Regions from separate parts of the Mus musculus genome. Here region 2 is linked to region 1. The links are chromatin contacts, called in public Hi-C maps. All regions are on one chromosome and are shown on one strand. Each heading gives the region's core, a stretch centred on a gene start, on an enhancer-like site or on the middle of the called end of the contact. The rest is flanking DNA. Distances are from core to core; before and after follow the strand shown.

Region 1 (5,580 bases), core at 2,111-4,610:
ACCAATCAAATTTTAGTTTACCTAACCCACGCTCTAAATACAGAAGAACTAACATAGTAGCCAAAGTTATAAGAATGTATACAAATATATACTATAATATATACTAATTTTAGCCACTACCAATCACATTGGAGATTACCTAATCCTTCTAGAGAGTTCCCCTGGTTCCCTATAAGAAGGTCTGTGTGCCTTTGTCAGCCCCCTCCCCCATTTTGGAGAATGGTTCACACACACACACACACACACACACACACACACACACACACACCCCATGTGGATATTTCTGCAGAACAGAGGTTCTTTGTCTTTGCATACTGAGTCTGGGGTCTTCCTTCTGCGGTTTTCAGACCCTTACACTGGCCTCTTGGGCTCCTTTCCTCTCTTCCCTCCCTCCTCTCCTCACATGATCATCCTCAGTGTCATGTCCACTCTGGACTCTCAAACATCTCTGGGTCTCTGCTCTCTCTCTCTCTCTCTCTCTCTCTCTCTCTCTCTCTCTCTCTCTCTCATCTACAATAAAAAATGTTCTCCTCCACCATACCTAGTGTTAGCATTCTATCTAACCTCCACCCCACAGTTACCTGGCAACAGCCAGATAGGCCTGGCCACTATGAAAGGGGCTGTTTACCCCCTCCTCTCTCTCTCTTACTCCTGCTTCTCTCCCTTGCCTCTTGCCCTGTTGCTCCCTCTCTCCCCCCATTCCCTTCCCCCTCTCTCTACGTGGTCATGGCCGGCCTCTACTTCTCTACTCTCTCCCTCTCTCTGCCTTTCTCTGCCTCTACTACTCTCTTAATTTCCCTCCATGCCCAGAATAAACTCTATTCTATACTATACAGTCCTGTGGCTGGTCCCGCAGGGGGTAAGGGATGCCTCCGCATGGGCACGCCGAGAAATTCCCTTCTCCCATACCTCAACCACACCCCCACAGAACAAATCTTAATATTCCTTTATCTTTTTATAAACATATCACCTAGGAGCATTCATGGCTTGCCTTTCTCTCTTTCTTTCATTCTTTATATATTTACTTATTTTTATTTATTATTTAATCCATCTGGTGCCAAAACCCAGGATCAGTCATGCCCTTTCTTTTTTAATTTCTTTTTTTTTTTTCATTCAATGATTGCTCCTGCATATGGTGGAACAGAAGGTTTATTGTAGGTAAAAGGGCAGAGACATCTGGAAGAGTCCAGAGTGGACATGGACCCTGAACCATGTGAGGAGAGCAGAAGGGGACCGGGGAGCGGCAGGAGAGTAAAGGGTAGACTAAAGACCTAGGTAACCAAAATGGTTGCATTTTATATGGAAGGGCAGCCGGGAAAATGCAGTCCAGCTCCTGAACTGGAGAAGTTTAGGGTAGCCGGTGGGACACAGAAGCCAGGAGTGCCCTGGAACAAGTAGGGACTGAAGGATGCTGGGAGAACCTGGAACCAGGTCTGCTTTGATATATTAAATAGGCACCTCCAGTTAGTCCTCACAACAAAACATTACTCAGAAACATCTTGTGAGGCCTGGTAGGGGAAAAAGGATTTCTCACCTTGACTAATGAATATCCTCTCTCTTTTTAATTTTTAATTTTTATTTTTATGTAGCTGCCATGTGAGTGTGTGCTGGGAATTGAACTCAGGACCTCTGGAAGAGGAGCTAGAGTTCTTAACTGCTGAGCCATCTCTCTAGCCCTTATCTCTCCTTTTCTATCCCTTGCTCCTCACCATACCAGCAAAGCATGCAGCTAGACAGATGAGACCTGCCCAGGGCTCACAAAATAAATAAGCTCACGACCCAGTTGGGACCAGGCATTTCCCACATCAAATAGTGCCCAAAGAAGGAAGCTACGACATGCAGAATGTAGCCTTCTTCTATTCTGACCCGGAGCCTTTTTCCATAGCAAGGCCTCTCAAGTTCCTTCCACAGGAAAATGAAAGAGCTTAAGAGTCGAAAAACGGGTCCCTAGCACCTCCTAAAAGCTTTCCCCTTTCTGAGGCCTCTCACCAGCAGGCAAGAGGCTTTGACTGGGGAAGAAGGAAAGCAGCTGCAGAGAGGGCCTTGGACAGGCAGCTGTTTCACTCCCTCCCCTAATCCCTTATTCCCCAAATGAGGGAGCTGTTGCCAGAATAAAAAAAATAAAAAAAAAAAGGCTTGGCAGATTTGATGTGCTGCTTGAGACCGCTTCCTGCCCTCTCAACTCTGAAGGCTCAGCAACCTATTTAAAGACAGAGAAACCAGTTTGGGTTTGGGTATCTCCCTGGGCAAGCAATGCCTCTCAGGGGAAACTTCTCCCTCTCCGAAGCCTTCTCGGGCCTTGCTTCAAGGCTGTTTTTAGAGTAGCAGCAAGGAACAAGGAGGGAAATTAGTTGTTCTTGTGTATCCTGAAGGCTCAGAATGTCCTTGAACATTCCCCACAACCCGCCCCACCTCCACCCCCCTGAGACGGAAGAAAGCCAAATTCGGGTCTCCCTAGAAGGCAGCCCTCTGTGCCCCACTCCTAGCCCTGCTGGCTCACATGTCTCTCTTCTGCTGCCCCCACCAGAGCTCTGAGTTAAAATTGGAATGTGGAAATGAAAAGTGCGCTTGGAAGAGGAACACTAAAAGCCATTTGCTTGGATGTATTCATCATTTGCTGGATGCCAACTTGGAAAACAGAGCAGAGCTCTGAGGCCATGCCATGAAGGTTTGGATAGGGGTGGGACGATTGCATGAAGGCGCTTAAACACCCTGCCCTTAAAGTCAGGAAGTCACTGGGCTAGCCCTGAATAAATGAATGCCCTTTCTGTATTTAGCCCCAGGTTCCAGGGACCACAAATCCTCTTTGGTTTTGGTTTTGTTTTTTCCCTAGAGTGAGTGGATAGAGAGCTCCCAGGGAGGGCATGAGGCAAAACTGTTTGTTCAGGCAGGGGTGGGGAGGTGGTGGGGAGTGGGGGGATACATGGGGGTGCTGTTTCCAGTCAACGTATCGGATCTCTATGATCATATCACGCTTCACTCATTAGTCATTCCTTCACTAATAAGATTTATTTGCTGGCTCTCTTGTGCTGGACACTGGAGATACAGTAGTGCTGTTCTGGCTAGCAAAGAAGAAGAAGAAAAAAACCAAAGGGAAGGGGCAGGGGTCCTCCTTGTGGAAGAGGTTTAAGAAAGGTCTCTCATTCCCAAGATGTCACACTGTAAGACTTACTGCTCAAGAATCTACAGATGCTTTCCAGTACTGCTGCCAAACCGAAAGTCGGAACAGTGGCCTGGAAAAACTGCCAACATTTAGCAGACATACAAGACTCAAAAAACGGGTCCCTAGCACCTCCTAAAAGCTTTTCCCTTTCTGAGGCCTCTCACCAGCAGGCAAGGGGGTTTGACTGGAGAAGGAGGAAAGGGCCTGCAGAGAGGCCTCTTGGACAGGCAGCTGTTTCAGTGGAGGTCCCTAATCCCTATTCCCTAGCCCTCCATAAACTCCTCCCTGCCTTAAAGGCACAGTACTTTAGGACTACTCCGCTCGACTTTTTTTTTTTTTTTTTTTCTGAGCAATTACAAAACATAGACTGTTTTAGGCGGGGCTAGAGATTCAAGAGTGAACTCCACAGCCACAGCCACAGCCTCTTAGGGAGCTCACACTCTAGTCAATTAATGAGAAGACAATTAATCAATCGCATGAACAATTAATTAATTACAATTATAATAATCAATTTGAAACAACCCCTCCCCCAAAAAAGAAAGAGACCAAGTTATACATAAGATGACATTTATAAAACTCAGGATTTAAGACAAGTGGTGTTTAGCGTGGTGGTGCTTCCACAGAGAGTACAGGGCCTGAGTTCAGTCCCCAGCATCAGGGGGAGAAAGAGGAAACGATATTACAGAACCATCAAACAAAGAAACTAAAACTGATGCTTAAAGAGTGAGCAGGATGTGTCATGGAGAGATGGCTCAGCAGATAAGAGCACTAAGTGCTCTTCCAGAGGTCCTGAGTTCAATTCCCAGCAACCACATGATGGCTCACAACCACCTATAATGGGATACAATGCGCTCTTCTAGTGTATCTGAAGACAATGACAGCATTACTCATATAAAATAAATAAATAAATAAATAAATAAATAAATAAATAAATCTTTAAAAACAACAACAACAAAAAAGAGTGAGCAGGATATGGCCTGTTAACATGGAAGGAGAGATTGTCGTGCAAAGAAAGAACCTGTAGATAGTCATAGGCCAGACAGTACCTCCTCTTTTTTTAAATTATATTTTTTATGTCTTCAGTATTGTTCACTTATTTACTAACAATTGCATGTGTGTACACAATATATTTGGATAATATACACTCCGAACTTTTAGAAATTTCATTTATTTCTTTAGTTTCCCTGAGGAGATATTAGTTCTTGCCTGCTGGAATGTTGACTGGCATCACTGGGTTGATCTTGTATGCATACCAGTGTCTTATGTAAGGAGTTGGTGTGTGCCACAGGCGTGTCATATCCAGAAGACAGAATTTCACAGCAAGCCTCTGCATCCTCTAGCACTGTGCTGGTTGGTTAGATCTTTTTGTCAACCTGACTCAAGCTAGAGTTGTCTGGGAAGAAAGAAGTTCAACTGAAAAAAATATCTATACTAGATTTGGCCTCCGGGAAAATCTGTGGGGGGCATTTTCTTAATTAGTGATTGATGGACAAGGGTTCATCACATTGTGGGTGGTGCCATCCCTGGGCTGGTGGTCCTGGGTTCTATAAGGGAGCAGGCTGAGCAAGCCATGTTGAGCAAGCAAGCCAGTAAGTAGCATCCCTCCATGGCGTCTGCATCAGCTCCTGCCTTGGTGTTCCTTGTTGTATAACCAAATATAGCCTCTTCTCCCCAAGTTGCTTTTGGTTCTGGTCTTTATGACAGCAATAGAAAATAAATTAAGTCAAGCTTTTACCTTCTTTCCACTTTTAGTTAGCATATGTTAATTGTACAAAATAAAGCATCTCATGGCATCTCTATACACGGGTGTAATGTATTTTGATGATATCCTCCACCTCTTGTAGTCATTCTTACCCTCTCCCCTCTCCCTCTTGTATATCCCTGGCAAGCCCCTTTTACCTCCAGGTTCTTTTTAGCCCTAGTTTCTACATATAAGAAAAAGCATAGAGCATCTTAGTATGGACCTGACTTCTTTTATTTCACAGGATGACCTCCAGTTCCATCCATTTTCATGCAGATGTTGTGATTTCATTCTTTATACCTGAATGAAATGGTTGATTACTGATTCCATAACTTGGCTGTTGTGAATAGTGTACTGATAAACATGAGAAAGCAGGATCTCTCTATAGTAAGCTGACTTCAATTCTTGGGGGACATATACCCAGATTGGTATGCCTAGGTCATATGAAAGTTCTATTTTTGATGGGGGAGGGGACCTCTAGGACAGAAAATCAACATACAAAAAAAAGTAGCTGTTTTATACATCAGCGGTTAACTCATTGAAAAATAAGGCAGGAAAACAACTTCACTCATAATAGGCTTAAACATAGCCAAGAAATGCTGAAGAGATCTGTTGGGAACAAAAAGGGGGGCCCTGAGGAAGAGGGGGAAGGGAAAAGCCCACACCCTGCCAGAGT
Region 2 (5,683 bases), core at 1,835-4,334, 350 kb after region 1:
CATACTCTGAATCTCAATTTCAGATTTTCTCTTATCTCAGTTTCTACTCAAATGGAATCTCCTGAACAACAAGTTAATAATTTGAGTTTACAAAGGGCTGTATAACCATGTTTCTGCAATTTAGAAGAACAGTCTGTAACACAAAACAAGAACGCTGCCAACTTTGAGAATGTAGATTTTATGTACCCAAAGAGTGAGCTAACCAAGGATATCTAATGTGAGAACCACATGGAGTTGCAAACTGCCAAAGCTCTCTTGGGATCGTCCCATTCTCCTACGTCTAATGATCAAATATAATACAAAACATTGCTTTTTCAGTTCATCTATCTCATAATCTTATAGTAATTGTTGTAGTGATATAGGTAATACTGCAACACAACGACTATTCTAAACAAAGGATTTGCCAATATCCACCCATAACATCCTGGGTGCTTGAGCTTTAAGGCCAACTACTATTAGCTTGGTTTGTGTTCAGACCCTGGTTATGCATGAAGCTGCTGTTCTCAGGATGTAAGCCTGGCATTTAGAGATTTGACTTATGTCAGTTACTTGCTTTTGTTTCTGGTCCATCATTTCCACACATGGCAGCTGTATTTCAGTGGAAAGGGAATCAGACTGGAAACAATTGTGAGACCTTGCATAGTAACTTAACTTCTTGGCCTCCATTGACTTTGCTGTAAAAAGGAGATGCCTCCCTCCTAACCCCTAGGGTGGTTGTTATAAGATAAAAAGTGTTGAAAATACGCTATCTATTACAAAGGTATTTACATCTATCACTCCCCAGACATTTACTGAGCAGCTATTATGCTAAAGTAGAATAATGCGTAAGGTTTCTTCTAGGCCTTGAAGACAAAGGTATGAATATGAAAAACAGTAAAATCAACTCCCAGTTTTCCATTCCAGCGGGAAGGTAAGTTTAGTTATGAACACAAAGGACGGTTACTTTCCCCTATTAAAGATGTTTTAAGATTTCGATACTTTGTAGCTTCCTGTGGTATTAAGACCAAGGATTGTAAGATAAAGGTACCTTTTTACTGCAAGAATAACATTATTATGTAAATTAGATTTATCTGAGGACTAATTGCTGAGACTTTCCCAGTAGCAACCAGCTCCTCCAAGCAAATAGCCATTATCTCTAAAAGTAGAAATTATGTTAACTTAGAGAAGATAGAAAAATATAAAATTCTGTGATAGGGCAAAGCGAAGTTTCACACTGGCTGCCATGTTCAACAATTAAGGTAGGAGTACACAATTTCTTCTGCATTGTTTACAGTCATTCCTAGAACTGATCTGGCTGAACCAAATCTGATCATCTTCCAGAATTTCTCATTCTTCCTAATAAAAACAAACTGACTGCTAGACAGGAATATAAAGAATCTTTCCAGTCTACTGAAGTAATTAGTCTAGGATAAAGCCAAATTTGAGGTTCTGAAGGACAGCGGATCCAAACATCCTGTTTCAAAAAAAAAAAAAAAAAAACCTGCGTTGGAACCATACTGCAGTCTCCATAGAACGCAAAGTGCTTTCCAAGAGGCCTGTTCAGAAGCCACCAGGTTCTAGGAAAGGAGGAAACACAGAGAGAGAGAGACATACAGCCCTAAAACCTCACACAGAGGCCAAATGTTAATTCCTCCTATCCCATTTAAGGTGAAAAGATGGCAATCCATCTTTCCAGCAGATAGATCCATTTCTTTGTTTGAGTACATTATGCGCAAATCTACAAGCAAGTCTGACACTGCGGCTCAAAGACCCGACACATACCGCCTCCCCAGGAGAAGATGATAAGACCTGGCTGGGGGGCTGCAAGGAGAGGGGGTTGCTTTATTTCATGGAGGTAGAAGAAGAGAGTGGTCTGGAGACTAGGATTAGAACTGCGGAGTTCCTTGTCTTCCCCTCGGAAGCTCCATCAAATAGCCTCTGCAGATGTCGCATCCTTGGAAGCCCCTATGCGGGTCTGAGGTTCTGCTCTTTATCACCAATCGCAACGACTACCTCTCAATGACCCTCTTCCAGGATCTACTTTATCTCCATCTCTGGTCCTGGAGGGGCATCTCTGTGCCCTCATGGGCTGTCATGTCATCGCCTGCAACCGCGATCGCCCACCCCACCCCGCAACGACTAGTGAAGCGTCTCCATGTCCTCTAGCAAAATTTCAAATCTTAAGCCTCCAAGCCATAATCCGCATCCTGCCCCGGTTCCCATCTGGACCACCTTTACTGACTCTCTCCTTGCCTTGGTCTGTCCATAACCCAAACTCCACCATCCGTCATCTGTTCTTCACCTCCATCACTCAGCCGACCCGCATCACCCATCTCCCACCCTGTCCCTAACTCAACCTCCCAACACCATCCTCACCTGCAGCCCAGGAAAACGTGGTTTGTCCAGGCGGCGGAGAGCGCGAGGAGCTGGTCCAGGGCAGCCCCGGGATAGCTGTGCAGGTGCCGGCAGATGAAGCTCCGCCGCAGAGCCCACTGCCAGTCACTTTCGTGGCTATAGCGCCACTGCTCCAGCACTGGCTCAGGCGGGGGCGGCGGGAGGGGCGGCAGCGGCGGCGGCGGGAGGGGGGGCAGCGGCGGCGGCGACAGGAAGTCGCCCCCCAGCAACAGACGTCCTCCAGCCATCTTCTCTGCTTCAGAGTGGGGACGGCCCCCGGGGACGATGCCTACCAACTGGCCGGGGGCAAGCGAGGCGGCTGGGGTTGGGGGGGGGCAACCTGTGTGTGAGGGACGCTCAGGGCTGAGACTGGGGGGGCTGGGGGTATGTGCCTGGGGGGGGCGGGGGCTACGCTTACAGAGAAACGGGGATGGGGGGTCAATGGTCGTTGTCGCCACGCCAGCCGCACGGCTCCAACTAATGTGGGGACGTGAGGGCTTCCTTATATATGGGGCACACTAGGCAGCGGACTTGGGCCCTGCCACACAGCACCTCTGCGGACCCTGGGACCCACACACTGAGAGAGTAGCGGCAAGAATAAAAAAAAAAAATAAAAAGAAGAAGAAAAGAAGGAGGAGAAGCACCAGCACGCTGCGCTCCCCGGCTCGGGTCTCTCACCCTACCTCCCCGCGTGCCACCCTGAGGTTGTGAGGCCACAGCGCATGAGCCGCAACCGGTCTCCAACTTCAAAGTCCCGCGCGAAATCTCGCGCGATGGGCATTTTTCCCTTCCTCTGACGTCACTCTTCATTGACGCACTCTGCTGACTGGCAGAAGGGCGGAGACTCCTGGTAGGGGACTCTCGGGGCTTCAGTGGGGTTCTAGAATTTGATGATTCCGTTAAGTCCCTGGAAGGTGCCCTCAGGTGATTAGTTGGCTGTGATGCCTGGCATTATGCTCTAGCTGTGTCCTTGGAAAGGGGTTTGGGTTTCAAGGGGATGTGGCATGTTTTTTTTCTGTTAGCTCTGAGATGCCTCTTCAGAGAATAGCTTGAAAAAAAAAAACAATGCGTCTTTCAGCATCAGCTTTGGAGTTGCTTGTGAAAGTGTGGTTGAAAAGGCGACATTTGCAAAGAAAATAACAGCAACACTTCTCTAGCTGACCCTCTTACATTTTTCTGATCATGGTTACAGACAATTCTGTATTGTCTGTCGAGTCAAAACACACACACACACACACACACACACACACACACACGGCACATGGTTTTGTTTTTCAACTGCAGCCCAGGCTACCTTCCAACTCACAGTACAACTAAGAGTGATCGTGAACGTCTGTCTTACTGCCTGAACCTTCCAAGTGTTGAGATTACAAAGCGTATCATCATGTATTTTTATTTCAGTTTACTAAAGACCCAAAAGACTAGTTAATAGCCGCTGGGCAGAATAATGGACAAATCATTATACAGATGGCAACCATGGTAATGAGAATGAACCCCGCATAGATTTAACACTTACACTAGCAGTATTACCCTCAACTTTAACGAAAAAGGGAGGCTAGCTTCGAACTTAGCCTGGCCTCTTGGATACTTGGAATACAGATTCTGATCTATGCTCAACTTGCGGATTGACAAGAATAACAAATGTAGCTTCTAATTTGTGTTTATGTGTGTCTGTGGGAGTAAGGGAGGACAGATGCTAGGAAAACAGGAAGGGATGCATGAGAGGGAGAGAATTACTTCACTGGAAAAATTGCCCTACAATTAAATCTCAATAACAGTATCTATGCTTTATTAAAAATACCAAAACTCATTATTGAATGGGTCCACACCTAATTATTACGAAAAGCTGTAAATTCTTAATTATGTTTTCTTGAGAACTGCTGTTCAAATTTCCTTCTAGGTGTATATCCACTGCTGATTAATGTTGTAGCGTATATTATATTCTGGTTTTGCACATTTCTACACATGTAACTATTTCCACTCAATGGTGTCATTTTAATTTAGGTCTTGACATCTTTCACAAGTTAGCACTGCGTCTTTTAAATCTTCTAATAAAAAATTGAGAAAGAAAAACGTTAAAACAACTGACTCTTATTCCCTTGATAAAATAACCACTCTATGAAAACAGGGGGTTCCTTTTTTTGCTCTTAATGCCTGCACTGGCTTTCATGGGCATGCCATAGGCTAGTCAGATTTATGGATGTCTTTCTCTTTGCACCATCCTAGTTTCTTAGAGTCTACATCATAAGGTGATTGTGTTTTAATAATTTGATCCATTTCAGGCTTCTATGGCTATGTCCCTTTCAAAATGCAGTTGCTGAAATTTAATGGCCAATGTGATAGCATTAGGAGGTAGGGTCTTAGTGCTGAAGAGATGGGTCAGTGGTTAAGAACACTTGTTCCTCTTACAGAGGAGGAGTTGTGTTCCTAACACCTACACGGTGCTTTACAACCATTCTTCTGACCTCTGTGGGTACTAGGTATGCATGTGTTGTACATACATACATGGAGGCAAAATACTAATGCTCACAAAATAAATCTTAAAAAGAGGGGAGTCTTAAGCTAGGTGTAGGGACACAAGTATAATCTCTGCATTTGGGAGCTAGTTGCTGCTACAAACTGACTGTAAATCCAGCCTGGGCTATGTGAGACCCCATCTTAAAAAATGAAAACACACACACACACACACACACACACACACACACACACACACACCAAGAACAGAAAAGGACATAGGATCTTTAAGAGTTAATTAGGCTACTCTCTCCTGACAGATTAAGATCTTTATAAAAACATATTTCACACAGCATTTCCCCCATATGAGGATACAATATTGCTCTCTTCTGGTAGATACAGCAACAAGAAACTATCTTGGGAGCAGAGAACATTCCTCCCCAGACAACCACTTCTACTAAAGTCTTGATCTTAGACTTCCCAGCCTCTAGAACTCTTAAGAAATAAATTTCAGTTCTCGAGCTATTCAGCCTCATTTATAGCAGCCCCAAAACCTATCATCACATGTTCTATGCTACCAACCCTCATCAAAGTCAATATTGCAGTTCGAAGACATCTTTCTTTAACTCTGAGAAAAAAGGAAAACTCCTTGCTCTTCACTCAGAACAAATCTTGATCAGATCTGCATTTAAGTTTAAGGCTCCCATATTAGCATTAATTCAGAAAAGCACTAATTCTGAAACCACATTATTCCTGTGGGCCAGTTACAGTTGTTTGCAACATCCATATTTACCATTTTTCCTCTTGCTATAAACTTAAAATATGCTTTGTTTTGAGAGATGATTATATTGCACAC

What was found. A called contact is a pair of places that touch in the nucleus more often than the background predicts.
Region 2: a contact with region 1 is called in a Hi-C map of myocytes, with 3 times the contacts expected there. The contact joins the promoter of Nkrf here to the enhancer-like site in region 1. A contact is called at or near these places in 8 of 39 promoter capture datasets (3T3-L1-derived adipocytes, the C10 cell line, HPC-7-derived erythroid cells and 4 more), 1 of 484 Hi-C or Micro-C datasets (myocytes), 1 of 115 datasets of contacts at active chromatin or transcription factors (large pre-B cells) and 1 of 9 other capture datasets (embryonic stem cells).

The regions. Positions count from the first base shown.
Region 1 is chrX:36,549,076-36,554,655 of GRCm38.p6, forward strand. No RefSeq gene overlaps it. Among named protein-coding and RNA genes, the nearest start is that of Pgrmc1, 46 kb to the right of the region's middle. Within about 2 kb of position 3,361, at least 113 of the 459 cell types and tissues checked have an H3K27ac peak or open chromatin away from gene starts, as enhancers often do. A contact at or near this core is called in myocytes, where this site is marked.
Region 2 is chrX:36,900,381-36,906,063 of GRCm38.p6, forward strand. It overlaps Nkrf (NF-kappaB repressing factor), which reads right to left and starts at 3,085. Exons shown (of 3, transcript NM_029891.3): 1 at 2,356-3,085. The coding sequence starts at 2,621.